Linked DNA regions of Mus musculus: region 1 is linked to region 2. The links are chromatin contacts, called in public HiChIP or PLAC-seq maps. All regions are on one chromosome and are shown on one strand. The core of a region is the stretch at or near the end of the contact, and the rest is flanking DNA. Distances in the headings are between cores, read along the strand shown. Region 1 has its middle 3.1 kb from the start of Gm40575. Region 2 holds the start of Dio3 (deiodinase, iodothyronine type III).

Region 1 (4,616 bases), core at 1,702-4,201, 78 kb after region 2:
TGTTCCTGGGTGGCTCAACGACCTTGTCTGGCAGCGCGATGATCCAGCCATAGGCACCCTGTGGGGCTGAGGTAGAAAGCCTGGGCTGGGTCTTGTCTGTTCCTTACAAGGGTGTGTCTTTGGCAAGTCCCTTAGCTTTGCTACCCGTTAATGTAAAGTTCAGAAGTGCCCCAGAGGTAGTATGTATGTCCATGACCAAAGAGTTGCCATCATGGCTGCAGAGTCCCGAGGTCCTGCTTTGAATTGTGTCATAACAGTCTCCCGACACCCATGGGGTCAGGGAGTGTGGAGGTGTGGTGACTTACATAATGTCAGGGAGAAGTGGAGATCACTGCCCATAGAATGGCTTCAAAGGGCAGCTCCAGCCCAGGCGCCTCCTTGCTGATTTTATAGAATTCCACATCCTTTCAGGGTCTTGGGTTACAAAACAGTCACGGAGAACTCATGCGCCCCATTAACACTGAGACTTTTATGTATTTACAATTCAGCTTAAATTTTTACCCAGAGAAGTTTTCAAAATGTAACATGTGTTAGTCACTGCGTGAGTTGCGAAACCAAGGAAATATCTGCAAAGTGCTGGCCTTGACAATGTAATCTGGCAAGGCTTAGGGGGGGAATAAAAATAACACTCATGGCTCGGTAGCGTCGCCATCTCTGAGGGTGGGGGGGAGAGCAGAGCCCTTCCCAAGCCCACAGGTGGCTGCTGTGCATATGGGTACACGGGATGGGTGCCTACCCCAGGCCTTTCCTCTCTCTTTTCTCCAGGGCCAGCTCAAGTAGTGCCCCAGGCGGGATGGTTGAGCTCAGCCAGAAGTGGCAGGGACAGACACCAGTGATTCTGCATTCAGATGGGGCTTTTAAGACTGTACTCATTAGCCAGAAGGTCTTGGGCACAGAGACTGGAGGACATACAGGGAGTGGCGGCCTGTTCTGCTGTAGGAGTCCTGTTTAGGATGATGGACTTTGCGTTCCCCTCATGTGACAAGGCCAGCTTGAGTTTTCTAAACACAGCGAGCCTGCATCTCCCCACTGTGTTACAAGCCCACCCGGGTTTTTGGAGCTGACATAAAAGTTCCCGTCTGCACGTGTGTTGTCTGGATTTCTTGGATTTGTTTTTCTTGCTATTACACTCCTGAAAGATTCCTAGCCTAGCAGTGTTTCTGCAGGGGCAGAGGGCTGGGGCATCAAGCCCCTCTGAGTCTTGCCTTCACTGTCCCTTCCAGACTCACCAGCTTCAAGGGTTATATATACCTGTACCTTCCTCTGAGGCCCAAGGGGCCCACTCCCATTACCGAGGCTAGACTATGTACAGGATCCTGAGCTAGCCCAACCCCATATACTGCAAAGGCACTAGCCAGGCTGAAGGGCTTTGTCTGCTGCTTCTAGCTGCAGGGATCTGTAGATAGTATTGCCTGCATCCCATGCTCTCCCTGGAAGGGGCTCTGCCTACCTGGAACCACAGCTCTGGGATGTTACAGGAATGACAGCTGAGCCTCTTGAGACTCAGAGAGAGTGGTCTGTGATTCTTTTTGATCTACAGAGGAGGGAGCCAGGATGTGGTAGCACCTTGCTTGCTCATCACATTGGCCGTACACGACAGACCCGGGGCTGCACATGCCCAGGAGTCCCGCGTGTCCTCCCGAGGGCATACCTCTTTGATCTCTGAGCTCCATGCTTATTGCTCTACTGTAGTCCCCATAGCCTCTCCAACTGTCCCTGAGACTAACAGCTTATATTCCTAGGTTCTGCACGTATCTCCCTCCTGTCCTCACATATCACCTCCTCATTTCTTCCTTGCTGTCTGGTGACAGTATCTGACTGTATGAGTTTTGCCAACTGTCTAGTTTGTACCCTCCAGGAAGATGGCAGGGTACAGGCTTGCTGGCAGAACCTGGCCTGGGCCAGCCTCATAGCAGACTCTGAACCTAGCTCCTTGAAGGAAGGGTTTGTTGATATTCCCCGAGGCTGGGTTCCATGTCTGGGCACAGGACCATTCAGCTCCCTCCTATCTCCAGGTCTTTGGCTGGTCAGCATTTCAAACGATATTGTTTCATATTAAATTATTTCAAATTCCACGGACCCTGGTTTCACAATCAAATAATTTGATCTTGTTTATAAATGGAATTTTTATGTTTTTGACAGCTTCTAGCTTTGCTAGGCTGGATGGTCAGTGGAAGTTTGTCCTCCTATGCCCTCCAGTCCATCTCTGTTACCTTCCCTGGAATATCTCGGAGTCCGGGAACTGTCCCGGAGTTGGGAGGCCAGCGAGGAGGGTGAGTGTCCTTAGGCGTCCTGTGAGGAGGTGACTTTACTAGCTAGGGATCCAGTGCCCAGGGCCTTCTTGGCTTTCCTGGCCTTTTCCATCTTCTGGCTACAAGCATGAGAAACCCCACAAATAAAGGAATTAGAAATGAAGCTTGGTACCCATCGCCCCCATGGCTTATCCTTTGGCTACAGAAGCTAAAGCGCATGTCCCTAAGCCCTGTCCCAGGTGCTTATACACTCTCTCCAGGAGTTTTCCTTTCTTCTGTCATCCCTGATCACCTTAAATGTCACCAGGGACACCCAAAGCCTTGTGGGATGAAGACCTAGATGTGAAAGACGTGACCTGTGGAGGCCTGGGTTTCGTGTGTGGACCTAGGAACTGGTGGCTGTGGGTGCTGATGTAAAGACTCCAGAACACACTGGTGGCTAAGCTGTCTATGCAGCAGGTCGAGGGGCCAGGCTGAGGAAGGCTGAGTACAGACACTGGGCTGAGGAAGAACGTTTGTTGTCGAGAAGACCATACTTGGCAGAAGTTGCCAGATCCCACCTGAAACAGATAAGAATATTAAACTAGTGTAAATATTTTAACCAATGAACTGAATCTCAGGCTCTCCCTAAGAAGTCCCCTTGCCACCTGGGAGGCTGTGCTCTCTGGACGGCCAATAAAATGGTGCATTTGTACAAGGTGCTGGCTGACTCATGCACTGGGCGAGCTGGAGCCCAGGGAGAACAGGGAGGTTGCCTTGTGCCTGAGTCTCAGAAAGGTCAATCGCTAGCTGCCTGAATGAGTCACCCCCCAAGTTTTCACAACTTGGAATCCCAAGTCCCTGGTGCAAATAATTAGGAAGTGGGGGGCCTTTAGGAGGGGGTGAGCTCATGATGGTGGAGTCCCTTGGGTGGATTAGCGCCTTTATAGAAACAAAATGTCTCTGTCTTCCTTTATCTGACAGGATCTCATGTGGCCCAGGCTGGTCTCAAACTCACTATGGAGTTAAGGACAATCTTGACCATCGGACCCTTCTTCCTCTGTCTGCAGAGAGCTGGCACTCTGCAGAATGAATCCAGGGCTTGGTGTAGGCCTGGCCAGCAGTCTATCAACAGAGCGGTATCCCCAGTACGTTCTCTCTTTCTCTGCCCCTCCCTCTCCCTCCGTGTCTTGTCTGGACAGAGAGGTCAGCCAACATGTGGCAAACCAAGTTAGTCTTTTACCAGAACCAAACAGACAGGCCCCTGGATCTTAGACTTTCAGGCTTAGACATTAAGCCTTCGGTTCAGTCTCAGACACAAGGGAAAGTCTAGATGCCCTAGTGCAAAGCCGTTAGGTAGAACGGATCCCCTAGTACTGGGAGGTGGGTCTACCTTTTGCTCTCTCCAGCCTGGCAACTGATTGGTTGAGGCCCACCTATATATCTGGGAGGGAAAACTGTTCTCTGGAGCCAATCCATTCCCATTCTAAAGTCATGCTCAGATGCCCGAACAGAACTGGCCCCCAGTAACACGCGCTCTTTATCTGGCTTCCTGGCCCTGCAGACAGAAGCAGACTTGATCGTCAGAAGACATTCTAGGAGCCTCTTGTCTTTTTCCTTCCTTGCTCTTCTTTGATATATCCCAACTACAGTCCCCCCTCCTCTTCCTCCTCCTCCTTCCTCCTCCTCTCTCCCCCACACTGATCTTCCACTCTACCTCCCCTTAGAAAAGGGCAGGCCTCCCAGAAGTATCAACTAAATGTGGCACCACACGCTTCATTAAGACCAGGCACAAACCATAACACCAAGGCTGGGTGAGGCGGTCCAGCAGGCAGAAAAGGGTCCCATGGATAGACAAGAGTCAGCCACTCCAACTGTTAGGATTCCCATAAGCTCAACACCAAGCTACTCATCCATATCACATGGACAGAGGACCTAGGCAGAATCCCACAGGCAAGGAGTCTCTTTTTAAAATATTCTCTGAGTCCCACTGGGGTGATAAGAGGCATCCTGGTCTTCTGGCTGAAAGCATGGATGACCTGGATCAGCTCCATCAGCATCCCTGCTCAGAGGGTGTCTGGATGTTTCCACAAGGCAGATTGGAACTGAACTGCTGAGAGAGCACAGTGAGGACCCTAGTTCTACAGGCTTCCCCGAGGGGTCCCCAAAGCTGGTGCTAGAGGGCGGACTCAGGAAAGCTCCAGAGAGAGTCGACTGGTAAGGTCTTAGTCAATTGCTCTAGGCTCAGGTCAGGCACTTTAGTCTGAAGAATCCTCTGGGTGTTGGATGCAGGTCAAAGCTTGCCGAAACTGTTTCCCTAGGGCACCCTGAGTTCTTCCAGAGCCTGGTGTTCCTCACTGCACCGCCATGGTCTTTGTTGGCCCA
Region 2 (4,879 bases), core at 685-3,184:
GGAGAAATTTGTGTTTAGTTCTTTTTGGTTTTTCAAAGACACGAGAAAATAAACGGACCAAAGGCAATCAGAGCAACTTCCTTCAAGTCTTTATTATTGTAGCTTAAAAGTTTATACACAAGGAATGTTTCCAACACAACATTCACTGATTGGTCTTCACCCCGCCCCACAACCCGCGCTTTCTGCCTAGGACTCCCAAGTTCTTCCCCTTCTCCTTGTCTTAGAACTAATCCCTTCTCCAAAAAGTTCTCGCATCCCTCCTGGGGACCTGCGAACCTCGCAGATTGATTCCCCAAGCCACTTCCTTTGGTCTCGAAGTCCATCCCTTACCATGTCCCTCTTCCACCCCTTTTTCGACGGTTCCCTGTGGAACCCAGAGCACTCTCCCCCTCTTACTTTAGGCGCTGTTTCGAGCCTCTCTGCAATTCAGAGCCGACCCGTGGTCAAGCCCAGTTAGAGGCGGTTCGTCATCAGCAGCCAGGGCTCCAGCGCACCCAAAGCTAGGCGGGGAAATTACCCTGCCCACCCTTTCCCTATCTCGAGCCCCTCCCCCAACCCAGGGATAAGAAATAAACACAAAAGCAGCAGGACTCCCTGCGCTCGACAGGTGGGTGCCAGGCAACTAGCTAGAGCCTGAGGCGCTGCTGGAACCCAGCTGCGCTCAGGGCGCGCGGGCGTGGCCAACAAGTCCGAGCTGTGAAATGCTGGGGACTTTCGCGCTTTGCCGAAGCAGCGCTGGAGACCTGGTGTCAGAAAGTCCAGCAGGTAAACTCCAGCAGGGACAAAGCTGTCAGTTCGAGCCACAGCAATGCTCCTGAGAGCAAGCCAAAAACGTACAAAAGGGAGTCACTATAGCAGAGTCTCAAGTTAGCCAGACTCAGCCTGAGTTCTGTGGCTGTGCTCATCTGTGTCATGGGGATCCCCCACAACCTTTGACTTTCTTTGGAGCATTTGCACGTGGGCTTCGAAGGCCCAGGAGACCCGGCCCACCAATTCAGTCACTTGTCCCTTGGTTATTTAGAATCGATGTGGCCTAGTACCATGCAACTGTTCATCATAGCGCTCCAACCAAGTGCGCAACTCAGACACCTGGTAACCGTCGGGGCCACGGCCTCCCTGGTACATGATGGTGCCACTCTGGATGACGTAGAGGCGCTCAAAATAGGCACCATATGCGGAACTGCTAGAGTTGGCCATAGTGTCCAGGACCAGAGCACAGCCAGGTGCACCTTGTTGTAGTACTCTCGCTGCGCTGACACGGTCCTCCAGGCTGCGGTGCTGGGGGATGACATAGGGTGAATCTGTGGTGACCCAGCCGTCGGATGGGTGGGCTTCCTCGATGTAGATGATAAGGAAGTCAACGTCGCGCTGGTACTTGGTGACCAGGCGCTGGAAGGCGCTCATCCGCGCCATGAACGGTGGTCAGGTACAGCTGCCAAAATTGAGCACCAACGGGCGGGTCCCTTGTGCGTAGTCGAGGATGCGCTGGCTCTGGAAGCCATCAGGTCGGACAACCTCCGAGTTGGGCGCTGGGCCACCCTCATGGGCTTGCTTGAAGAAATCCAATTTCTGGCCATGCCACACGGCTTTGAGAGAGGCCAGGGTGCACAGACGGTTGTCGTCTGATACGCATATGGGCGGGTCGTCAGGGGGCATCTCCTCGCCTTCACTGTTGAGCTCTACTTCGGGCTCAGGGTGGTCAGGATGGCGACGGCGCAGGAAATGCTTGCGGATGCACAAGAAATCTAAAAGCCAGAGCATGAAGGCCGTGCCTAGGAAGCGCGGGAACAGCACGAGGCACGAGGCGGTCTGGGCGCAGAGCCTCAGCGAGTGAAGCAGCAGAGAGCGGAGCATGGTGGCCGCGGGCCCCGAAGCCCCCGGGGGCCCTTCACCTTCTCCGACCACCAACCTCGAGGCGGCCTGGCGAGGCATCTGGTCCTCGGTGCTCTGGGAGCTCAATTTATAGTCAAAGCTTGAATTGGCGGGAGACTCCACCTCCGACCGGGGCCCGCCCCCTTGCAACTTGAGCCCGGAGGGATCACCCAGAGGCGCGGCCAATGCCCCAGAAATCTTGGGTCGAGGGCGGGCGCAGGCTGGTCGAGGGTGGAGCGGTGCGTCCCGGGGCTGGCAGGGGCGGGCCTGAGTCCCGCAGCCCGCTCTCAGGGGCGGGGGACCCCGAAGCCGCTGTGTCCAGGGACTAGGAGCCCGATCTCAGAGCCAAGCAGTCAGTGGTGGCAATGGTGTAACCCGCGCAAGCGCCTCGCACCTCCTAGGTCCCAGCGGGCGGGTCCCAGCCCGCGCCCTCTTCGCCGCGCACCTGAGCTGAGTTCCCCGGCGGCCGCAGCGCCGCGCCGGAGCTCCGGTTCGCTTCCCGCGCGCCGCCGCCAACGCCGCCCACGCTGCTGCTGCTCGTGCGGGGTCGCTGCCCAGGTACCGCGGGAGTCCAGGTCTGCGGCCGCCGCTCGGCCGGCCCCCGGCTGCAGCCCCGCCGGGGACGCGGGCCCGCGAGGAGGCAACTTTGGGTTCCCGCCGCCTTCCCCGCTCGCCCGCGGGCGCCGCTCGACTGCCGCAGCCCGTCCGCCCGCCTCCCGCGCGCGCTCACACTCGCGCCTCGCACACGGCCGCCCCCCGCACCGCCCCGCCACGCACACCGCGCTCCGCGCCCCCCGCCGCTGCCCGAGCTTGCCGCGCGCCGCCCCAGTCCGCGCCGCGCCCGCCCCGTCCCATCTCGCTCCCGCCGGACGCCGCGGTTCCCGGGTCAGCTGCCCCTCGGCTCCAGCCCGGAGGTGCCGAGGGCAGGGCCCGCGGGTGGGCTGGCGCCCAGCTCGGGAGACCCGGAGAGTCGCGGCAAGCGACGCCGGGCCTCGCCCTCGGCCGGCTCCGGGACGCCCTGGGCGCGGGGCGCTGCGGGCGCGGGGCGCGGGGCAGCGGGCGCGGGGCGGCGCCGGCCCCGGGCGGCTCTCCCACTAGGGGTAGCTGTTGCCTGAACGCGGGAGCGCTCCCCTCTCGCCGCTTGCCTCGCCCGGCGCAGCCCCGGCCGCCGGGCGCACCCGTCCCGTTCGTCCCCGGACGTTGCTCTCTGCCCCGGGAACGTCGAGACTGGAGCGCCCGAACTGAGCCACCTTCGCGAACTCGGAGCGCGGCGGCCCGACTCAACCGCGGAGGCGCCCGGACGCGTAAAGTGCGTACTTTCAACAGGGAACGTGTGCTGAGGCTTTTTAGGGGTGCGGGGCAACTCCCCAACAGCGTGGGGCTCTGGTCGGCTCTGCCACAGCGGCGCAGACCTCCTAATCTGTCTCTGCGCGTGGCGCACTGCTGGAGACTTGGGTTCAGGGGCGGCGGGGCTGCTTGACCTGGGGTCCTCGAGACCCTAAGCAAGTTCCACTTTAGATACACCTCACAATGACCCCTCAGGTCAAGGCCTCAACCCGAAGGCAGCGCCTAAGAATCGCACTCCCTAGAATGCTCCAGCACTCACAGGGGCCTTCTCTGGGGTAACGGGACCCCAGCCGGATACTACAGCTCCAGCTGCTTGCGTCCCATGCATCGCCCTCTCGGGAGAGACCAGCTACCTAACTTTCTCTACCAGAGACCGCGCTGGCGTCTCGGGAGGGTGAGCACAGTCAGACCACTTTCCATTAGCCATGGAACTTGTCCGGAAAAGTCGACCTCAAGTAGCCCAGAGGGCGCCCAGGTAGGCGCCCGCCCTCACCACCTGGTTTCTGCTGTCCTGGCAGGATGCTCTGCCCAGGGAGTCCCTCGGTCGCGGGACCTGTGGCCGCCAGAGCAGCTGGATCTGGAGTGTGCTGCCTGTGAACAGCCTGTGAAAGTGGCTCTTCTCCCTCTGGGTCAGAGGATGTCTCTGCTCTGGGGGCAAGGGAGTAAACATCAGCACTTCCCACCTGAAGGAAGCCATCAGACTCCTTTGCTGTTTCTAGCACTCTTTGTAAGGTCTTTCAGGAGGACTTCAGAAATCTCCCTGAACGTGCCTGGCTGGGGGTTCCACTCATGGTTCTATCCCTAAGCAGGGCTCCTCTGAGCTTACAGATCAACCCCCCCCCCACTCTCTTTCAGACTTAGGTGGTAAAGTGAGAAGAGACTCTGGCTGGAGAGTCTGAGAGACAGATTGGGAGCTTCTGGGCGCTGTCTTGGGTAGAGCAAGAGATAGTTCTCTTCAGCCCAAGATCCCCTCATCTCTGGGAGATACCAGTCTAGGGCTTGTGTCCTGCTTCTTCCTATAAGGACCTGGGACAGGGATATGAGGCCGATCCTCCCCTTCTCGCATTATGTGTGTAGGTGCATATGCCATGTGGCAGCCATAGTCTGGGACAGATAGAAGTCCTTCTGGTCCTGCTCTATGGGACCAGTCACCCCTGAACATCACCCCTTTCTGATATGGGACACTTGGGAAACCCTGCCATCCACATTTCTGGACAGGGGCGGGTGTTGTGTGGGAAATAGGCTACACCCCACACCTCAGGATTCCAGAGCCTTGGATGAAGAACCCAGGCCTTCGACTTCCCTGGCATCCTGTACAGGTGAGGAAAGACCCAAGGGGTGCCAGTGATTCTGGCTTTGGGGACACATACCTGGCTTGACAACCACACCAGTGCTCCCTACCTTTCTGCGGTTCCTCCTCATCTCTATTTTCCTCCCCAGTCCTCTTTTCCCATGCCCTTCAGGGGAGCACCCCTAACTAGCTGTAGTTCTCAGCCTTTCTACCAGTTACTTAAACTATCTTGTCTTGTCCCAGTGGTCTAGAACATGAATACTGGCCCAAGGCCAAGACTCTTCTGAAATCCATGAGGGGTGTAGGCCTCAGTGGACCTGGCAGATTTGGGAAGGGACACAAGTTGGGGTACTTGTCCTGTTTCAAGAG

Evidence for each region. HiChIP or PLAC-seq counts read pairs in DNA pulled down with a chosen protein or histone mark.
Region 1: a contact with region 2 is called in a FOXA1 HiChIP or PLAC-seq map of pancreatic cancer cells. The contact joins the enhancer-like site here to the promoter of Dio3 in region 2. A contact is called at or near these places in 3 of 39 promoter capture datasets (embryonic stem cells, hippocampal neurons and stem cell-derived epiblast-like cells), 18 of 484 Hi-C or Micro-C datasets (the Patski cell line, embryonic stem cells, liver and 2 more), 2 of 115 datasets of contacts at active chromatin or transcription factors (kidney and pancreatic cancer cells) and 2 of 9 other capture datasets (adipose tissue and pancreatic islet).

The regions. Positions count from the first base shown.
Region 1 is chr12:110,199,481-110,204,096 of GRCm38.p6, reverse strand. No RefSeq gene overlaps it. Among named protein-coding and RNA genes, the nearest start is that of Gm40575, 3.1 kb to the left of the region's middle. Within about 2 kb of position 2,951, at least 12 of the 459 cell types and tissues checked have an H3K27ac peak or open chromatin away from gene starts, as enhancers often do. A contact at or near this core is called in pancreatic cancer cells, where this site is marked.
Region 2 is chr12:110,276,285-110,281,163 of GRCm38.p6, reverse strand. Dio3 (deiodinase, iodothyronine type III) reads right to left here and starts at 1,934. Exons shown (of 1, transcript NM_172119.2): 1 at 67-1,934. The coding sequence starts at 1,932. The coding sequence ends at 1,018. Dio3os (deiodinase, iodothyronine type III, opposite strand) reads left to right here and starts at 3,096. Exons shown (of 4, transcript NR_002866.2): 1 at 3,096-3,181; 2 at 3,415-3,613; 3 at 3,738-4,538. It overlaps Mir1247 (microRNA 1247), which reads left to right and starts at 3,035; the gene lies at 3,035-3,116.